Linked DNA regions of Zea mays: region 2 is linked to region 1. The links are chromatin contacts, called in public Hi-C maps. All regions are on one chromosome and are shown on one strand. Each heading gives the region's core, a stretch centred on a gene start, on an enhancer-like site or on the middle of the called end of the contact. The rest is flanking DNA. Distances are from core to core; before and after follow the strand shown. Region 1 holds the start of LOC103645923. Region 2 holds the start of LOC100274549 (Transcription factor GTE7).

Region 1 (4,280 bases), core at 1,027-3,526:
ATAATCTAACCCCTTGGATTATGATAATCCATAAGCAAGTGAGGAGGTGCTTATTTCAGATTATTTTTTTCCCACTTCCCCACTACCCTTTCAAGTTTCCTAGAAATTACCCACCATTGCCATTATAATCCACCGAATCGGTTTTGCGCCTAGTACTAGTCAATTTAGGGATGAAGAAGGTGACATGAATGTCTTCCGTGATAATATTGCTAATGCAATATTTGCCAATGTCAATTGAATTTTTTTTTCATACATGAGTGTCAACCTAGTACAAATATAGAGGGCATTCTTGTCTTCCTCATACAAAAGAATTATATTAACAACTCAAATAATCTAGGTAAACAAACAGGACTACTCAGATTATATAATCCGGATTATATAATCCAGATTATATAATCCTCCAAAAATAATCCAGATTATATAATCCATGGGGGTAAACAAACAGGCCCGAAGCATATCTATCAAGAGAGTAGCACTGGATCTGCACATGTTCATGTCACTATTTTGTACTGTGACTAGAAAGGAACATCACGAACATACTACATTTTTTTTTAAAAAAAGGGGTAGAATTTTCGGTAGAAAGTTTTTTTCATAGAACAAGGAGCATCTATAGGGGCCCTAACAATCATCACGTGGGGGACCTACCTCTATCAAACCGAATCATATACAGGGAACCTACACCTAGAGCGTTGGTAACATCGTCGCATTTGTTGGCTAGCATTTTCGTCCCAACCTAAGGGGCTAAGATTCAGAATTCAAAAACCATTTCCTGGAAGGGGACTAGGATGGTCTGCGATACTATGAGACAAGCAGCTAAACAGGACCACGTGCTCCTGTCCTGAACCCAGTATCAGTGTTTGTTGCTGCACGGCACAAGAGTCAAGAACCGAGAGCCATTTTGCCCGGTTCAGAAGCTCACACCCTGACAGACCTTTTCACGATCCAAATTCCAAGCTCCACCCTTAACACAGGACGCAGCAACTCGGCAAACTGATGAAGGTGCGCACCCGCACTGATGGCCAGGCCAACCAATCAAGCACAAAAGGCTGAAACGCACGGGAAGTGCATTTGTGGCTGCACGGGCAGGGCCGGGCATGGAGACTCGGAGAGGATCCGATGATTGGGGCCCATACACATGTACTACACAGGAATCACATGAGGAGATCCGAGCACTGGAAAACGCTGCGTCTGTTGGATGGATGGGGTTTTAATTCATGGGCAGAGGATCACGGCCACCGTACTGTGCCTGCTGCACGGCCGCCTTCATAAATGGCCATGCTTCAGGGCAACGCATCTACTGACGTCCAGGAGAGTACTAAATGCGCCGACATGGCAACGGGCAGTGCGTGTTTAGTGCTGAGGATTTAACGGGGAGAATGGGTACGTAGGAGTACTAAGATTTGACTAGTAGGCTAATCCAGTTTAGCCGAAGTAAAGCGGCTCAGATTAGCAACCCAAACAGCGCGAGAGATCTAGAACACCAAAGTTGTAACGGCCTTTTAGAGCGCACATTTTTATTTTCATTAAACACCAAAACGATACTATGGTTAGTCAGTCTAGCAATAGAAATGGCATTATAGGACAAGTCAACGTTCATGATCTGAGACACAGAACGCAGCCAGAGCCTCCTCTCCTTGTCAACACCAAGCCGAAAACGAAACAAACAAGCTGGGGGGCAAGCAGGCGGTGAAGCAGCACAACGTACCTCGACGCCCACGCGGACCCCGCTCCCGCCGCCGGCCACGGCCTCCGGCGGGCGCAGCCGCCAAACCCCGGCCGCGAGCCTCCGCACCGACACCTCCGTCGCCTTCGCCTTGGTCTCCCGCGCCCGCGCGGCGTCCCCCGCTTCGTCGGCGCCAGCCTTCCTCCCCTCACCGCGCCCGCCGCCGCCACCGACGTCCCATTTCAGCAGCGGCGTCGCGGGCCCGCTCCGCCGCCCGCTGCCCGGCCCCGGCGCCGACGCCTTAACTGGCCGCCGCTTCAGGCGGCGCGGTGTCCGGAGAGCCGGGGCAGCGGACGAGGCGGCGGCGGAACGGTTCCTGGAGCTCATCTCCGGCTGTGGCTCGGCACGGCCCGCGTCGGCGGCTGCATCGGGTGGGGAGCACGGCACGGCACGGCACGGTAGGCAGACGGGCAGAGGCGAGGAGTGCGGGCGACGCACGCGGAGCGGTGTGGTGTTCTGGTGTGGGAGCGCAGGCAGAGGCTAGACGCTAGAGAGACGTTGCGGTTGCGGGGTGGCGTTGGGAATAGCCAAGTCCAAGTACCGTCGTGCCGACTGCCGAGCGCGAGCCAATGAATAGCCAACACAAGTGGGTGTTTTTGTCTAGCCGCCCGCCTAGGAGACATATGGAGTGGGTGTTTTTGTCTGGGGGCGCGTGTCCGTCGTGCCGAACGGATTTGGGCCTGACCTAGGCTAGGCTAGGGGTGGTTTTGGGATTTCTTCTCGGGATACTGTCCTCCGGTCCGGGTCGTGCAGTTTGGTTCTCGCGATTTTGCAGACGCAGGAGTTGCGCACTGTGCAACTTCACTCAAACACATCCTTTTCGTTAAAGATTAATCCAGCCCGCCATGACGCTGACGCTGAGCTCTCCCGTCCAGATCCGAACCCTGTGCTGCAGCTCGGAGATAGATCAGCAGCCTGCTTCATTCTCTTTCCTCTCTTATTAGCCATGTGACAACCTGCTCGACGTTTTTGTTTTCGTCCCGTCAAAAAAAATCTAAAATTAAAACCAGTTTAGATATTTTTCGTTCGTTTTCGACGTTTTCATCCTACTCCCGATCCATGTGACGACCTGCTCGATGGTCTCTGCTATACTATACTATGCTATGATCCGTCGTCCTCGTCTCTTGGTCTCTCGGTACCGGCCCGGACTACTATTGCCCTGCTGGGAGGAGCAGTTGGATCCATCGGCGATCGTTTTCTGTCAAGCACGGTGGTTAGATCAGATCGCGTAGGGGTACTACGGTCTACGGCATGCACGTACAAAGTGTGTAAACATGAGTCGTCATTGGTTCTTTATTAGTGCTCGTACTAGTATATTTGTATAGTACCGCCGTATAGTCAGTTATTGGTTTTCTTTGGATTCGACCATGACATGGTCGGCATCCAAAGCAGCAGCTTGCGTCGTCGCAGGTCGCATAACGCCACAACATCGATGTCGGCTCGCACATGGCCAGGCCTACGATAGACTGCATGCACTGATGTTTGTAATAATTATTTAGGTACGAATATTTATGATAATTATTATAAGTATTTACACATAAATAATTATTTAGATAATTCATCTTTTTACATAAAAGTTAACATCTTTACAGGTTAGAACTAACGGTAGTGTTATATAGTAAATTATATTTAATATTTAGTGTGAAATAAGAAAGAAATAAACCCGAAATTTTACCAGTGGCAGATAAAAAAATTGTCTCCAATAATTAATATGGCGAGAAAGTTGGAGAGGACACTACACTTATTCTGGGAAGGACAAGGCACAGCTACACTGCAGCTTCCTCGGCCACGCATGCATATCTATCCTCGACCTCGGGCCGCTGCAGTTGGAGTAAATTCTCATAAGCTCACGGTTTACAAAACCGTTGGAGAAGTAAAAACCGCCCTCCACCGGTAACAGATTACCGGCGGTAAACCAGTAGAAAACCGGCCGGTTTGATCAAATCAAATCAGTTTGAATTCAAACCGGTTTACCAGCGAAAAACCGACGCAAAACCGGTAGAAACCGCCGGTTAACCGTGAAACAAACTGATTTTTACTGTTTTTTGCAGAAAAGAATGAAAATTTTGGCAGGATTTATTTGTAGTTTGTTCAATTCACATTGTACAGTAAATATTAATTGATCCACACGGCATATGTTCACCAAAATAATATACAACCATAAACTATAGTTCTCATGCAATAAACAACTAGCGAACTTCGCAATACTCAAATACAAGTTCTTTTAACCTCTCCAACGAGGCAACGACACATAGATCAACTTATTTCACAATACTCACATGTTTAGTTCGATTCATAGTGATAGTACTCAGGCATGTTGGAAGGGTCGTGATATTGATCCAATCCGTCATACTGACAGTGATAGGTCTATACAAAAGATATGAGATACATTAGCGAGAAAATAAGAACGACAAATAAATACTTATCCACAAAGCAAAAGAACATACCGGTGCAGCGGGAACTTGTCCATGCCCATATTGTGGTCCTGGTGGGTACATATTTGATAAATTTGAATATGGTGGTGGAGGAGGTCCATAGTTTCCATATCCATACATGA
Region 2 (4,280 bases), core at 1,225-3,724, 190 kb before region 1:
CCTAAGTGGTAGTTAGCACACTCTGTGATCAAGTTACTTCAGACTAGCGGGCTCCATCGTTTGATGAATTGAATGGAAGTGCCGGGGAAACAAAATTGTCAACAACGTGAGGAAGCGTAAGGCAAGCCACCTTACTCAACACAAGGAATCGTTAAAAATGACCACTAACCTTTACATTCCTATTTGCAGCAACAAAACATGGCACTTCATCCTTCCTTCCTTCAACGTCGGAGCCCTATCTCTCATTGAAACAATGAAATCACATGTTGCATAAATACAACATCACACCTGCACCTTTACTGGCATTTCCATTGATATGCATCTCGAAAAGCCCAGTAACCTAAAACTCAAACAAGAGTAAAAGAATCTCCAAAATTCCAAACAAACACACATCAACACATGGTCTTATGGTGTTACACGATAAAGAGGCATATGGCTATCAGAGGATGATAATTTCCATATACCAAGCAACACCACCAGAACAAACTGAATACATATTTGCATGGTCATTGAAAACTATCTTGCATAGGCCTATCCGAAAAAGGTCAAAAACCATCACCGAACAAAAGATACTGCATTGTTACTTATACAACCATACTTTAATGTCATGCACAAATCATTAATTACATAAGAGGTCTGCACCAGAACAATTGTACTACAAAGAACACAAACACTAGCCCTGGCCCCCTCCATACCAGAAGGTCGATCAACTACTTTTAACACCCCAATACCTTCCACCACCAGCTTACATACACATGGTGCTAACAGACACCCACAAAGCCAGTTTGTTATCTACTACTAACTGTGTAATCGAAGCCTACGCACACCCACGTCTCAGAAACAGCTACATACTTACAATTACCACTAGCTCTACGTAAATCACCCAACAACAGAACTCAGATCATCCAAATTTTCAAATCCTAGTGTTAAGCCAAAGAATGAGCATTGCCAGCTCCTGAGGCACTGTCCCCTGAGCTCCTCGACTCAGAACCTGTAAAAGAAGGCAACAGTTAATGTAAAAAGATCTGCTCCCTGAAGAAATATGAAGTGTTGAAGGAGTACACAATGCCAGCTTGATCATATATACCACTGGACGACGAAGAGCCACTGCCAGAACCACGAGAGCCAGTCGCACCTTCAGCGTCCTTCTCGATTTCCATGGATTGGTAAGTGGCTGTTGGCATCTCATCCCCAATATCAACATACTCATCCACCTGCTCAGCCATTGTAGCGCTCCTCACAGGTTTCTCTCTCTCCTGTAAAATTAATAAACCAAAAAAGCTAGCATGAGATCCCAATTTACACATCCACTAGCTGCGACAAGAAACAAACCTCCTACCACATCATCATTGTCAACCAACGTAAGCACATTGCTGACAGGTGCAGTGTCATTCTCAGCCACAGCAGCACTGGTTACATCAGCGGCGCCACCATTCATCACCACAGCACGCTGAGATTTCTTGAGCGCTTTGTTGAAGTTAGCTACGAAACGATCAAGCTCCCACTGTGTCTCAACATCCATCTCATCAATATCAAGCTCGATCTCATCCCCCAGCATCTCCGGATTGTTGTTCCTCTTGCGCACAATCTGTAGCACATTATGCATCTTCTCTTCGGGCAAACTCTCCAGCCCCACCCTGAGCATGTTCTTCTCCTCCAGGCTCATCTCCCTCTTGTTAGGCTCCCTGGCCTTGGGCTTCCGCATCCTCACATTCCCTGCCCTCGGCTTAACCTTGGCCTCAACAGGCTCAGCTGCGGGTGGAGGTGTCAATTCAGGCGGCACTGGCCTTGGCGGCTCAGGGCGTTTGCAGTCTTCCTCGAAGCAGGCGAGCGCCTCCTTGTACATCCTCTCGAAGTAGGCGAGGAGGGCGCCAGCGAAGGTGTGGACCTCGTGGCCGACCGGGTTGTACCGCAGCGCGTTGGTGAAGGTGAGGCGGACGTCGGCCGCGAAGTCGTCGTGCGAGGCGTACCTCCCGGCGGCGAGGCCCTCCTTGACGGTGCCGAGGTCCATGGGGCGCTTGATGACGGCGTGGTAGTCGTGGAGGCCGAGGCGCTCCACCTCGACGGGCGCGTTGAACCACACGCTCCGCTTGTCCTTGCGCAGCCTGGTGAGGATCTGCCCGCACCGCTTCCGCACCTCGCCGCGGAGCCCCGCGGGCGGCGGGCCCTGCTGCTGCCAGGTGTCGATGCGGGAGAGGAGGGCGCGCACCTGGGTGAGCTCCCCCGCGAGGCGGTCCCGGAGCGCGCGGGCCTCGCGCGGGCCCAGGGACGCCGGGCGGAACGTCACGTATCCGGCCGCCGGCGAGGAGGCTGCCGCCCGCGGCTTGGACTTGGACCCGTCGGCGCGCGGGTGGGGCTGGCTGGGGTTAGGGTTGGGAGGTATGGGCGCGAGTGGGGCGCGCGTCTCCCCCCAGCCGTGGTGGCGCGCCCCGCCCTGTCCGGCCAGTAGGGCGGAGGCCATCGCCGGTGCCGGCGAGTTCCCGCGAGCTCGACTGGTGCGCTGGCAATTCGGATCCGAGAGAGAGAGAGAGAGAGAGCACGGGAGTCGGGAGGGGTGAGGGGAGTGGAGTAACTATTTGGGATATTTTTTTCGGAAGAGTAGCGGGCGAGTCTGGTCGGCGCCGAGAGAGGACGGGATCAGCACCGTTGGTGTGCTTGGGTGGAACGGATGGGATGGCTGGACAGTTTCTTCTGCGACTGCGAGCGTCGTTGCGTTTGCGTGGCCCAGTACGCTTCGGTTTGACTGATCGTTGGGGCACAGGCACAGCACAAGACAGGACAATGCGTGGGATGGATCACAGGTGCTGTTTGGTTCACGAAATGTAACGTAAAGGATAATGGTAATGGTTTACACTCGATTACGGGCGGTAACAAGTTTGAATAGTCCGGTATCAATTTTTAGTATGGTATCTAATTACGGTTGGACTAAAACAAACATAATTTAACGTTATCACTTACCCATTACGTTACAAATATTTGAACCAAACGGTACGCCAGTTCGTGTGGAGTCTGGAGTGTTGACTGAGAGATCGTCTTCAGCCTGTCCTCGGTGGATCATGAAAAGGAGGAGTATTGTAGTTTATACTATTTGATATTGTACTGTTTACGTAGTGACCTTTGAACCCGAGCTTCGTCGTGAGCATCGGTAGTTGTAAGCTTTTGGGGTCCTTCCATGAACTCTCCTCATGTTGATTCATGCATGTGAGGCGCTCTATCTGGCGCCGGCATCGGCCATCTTTCGAATCTGAGCAAAGGCATGGGTAGTTGGTAGAGATGGCAATGGGTACCCGAAACCCGAATACCCGACGGATTTTACCCTATATGAAGGCGGGTACGGGATGATTTCTCTACCCGCGGGTATGTTAATGGGTAAAAACCTCTACCCGTTGGGTAGACGGGTACGGGTATGGGTTGGTACTACCCATACCCGTCTACCCGTGGGTAAAATATACCCGCATCAATAGCACTATAAACATCTAATAGAGTCCAACTTAGCTAGAATAAAACCTTCTCTAGTTATCATTTATCTAGATACTAAGTTATGTAATCATATGATTCGTTATATGTGAAATGGAAGTTGTTTTTATATGTTTATTTAATATTTTGAGTGATTGGTACATTGGAATTTAATTCTTTCCTAGCGGGTACGGGTTACCCGACGGGTAAAAATACCCACGCGGGTACGGGTATGGGTAAGATTTTATACCCGCGAGTATATATGGGTAACCCGACGGGTAGAATTTTTTTTGATAGGTACGGGTATGGAATGGTACTACCCGACGGGTATGTACCCGTTGCCACCAAAAGAAAGCACAAAGCAGAGCAGCATCACATGTGTGGAGCAGGGTACAGGCACCAACGTGGCCCTGCTCTTTGCACAATCTCTTAGCTAAGGCTGTCTTCAGCAACGTCCTCTAAATTTCGTCCTCTAAAAAAATATTCTTTGTCCTTTACAACATCCTCTAAAAAAATTCGTCCTCTATATTTTCTTCATCTCCAGCAACATCCTCTAAAACCGGTCCTCTATATCTACAATGTTAACAGAATTCATATATTATTAATAAAACAAATATCCGTGATTATTGCATGCATATTAATCCGTATATATTTACAAAATTATGAGACATTTAAATACTGCAAATTATTTTTTATTCATATTAACAAATATGTTGTACAGATGCGCTCCATCGCGATGTTGTTGCCCGCGCTCGTTGGTCGAATAGCGGATACACAACCATCCGCCACAAATAGCGTGCGCAAGGACCATCCTCTACTTTACA

What was found. Hi-C and Micro-C count contacts between places; a contact is called where the count stands out from the background.
Region 2: a Hi-C map of tassel shows a contact between it and region 1, with 2.6 times the contacts expected there. The contact joins the promoter of LOC100274549 here to the promoter of LOC103645923 in region 1. A contact is called at or near these places in 3 of 25 Hi-C or Micro-C datasets (leaf, leaf mesophyll and tassel).

What each region holds. Positions count from the first base shown.
Region 1 is chr2:9,242,807-9,247,086 of Zm-B73-REFERENCE-NAM-5.0, reverse strand. LOC103645923 reads right to left here and starts at 2,276. Exons shown (of 3, transcript NM_001352182.1): 1 at 1,706-2,276. The coding sequence starts at 2,050.
Region 2 is chr2:9,435,384-9,439,663 of Zm-B73-REFERENCE-NAM-5.0, reverse strand. LOC100274549 (Transcription factor GTE7) reads right to left here and starts at 2,474. Exons shown (of 3, transcript NM_001148905.1): 1 at 1,340-2,474; 2 at 1,088-1,256; 3 at 583-991. The coding sequence starts at 2,461. The coding sequence ends at 927.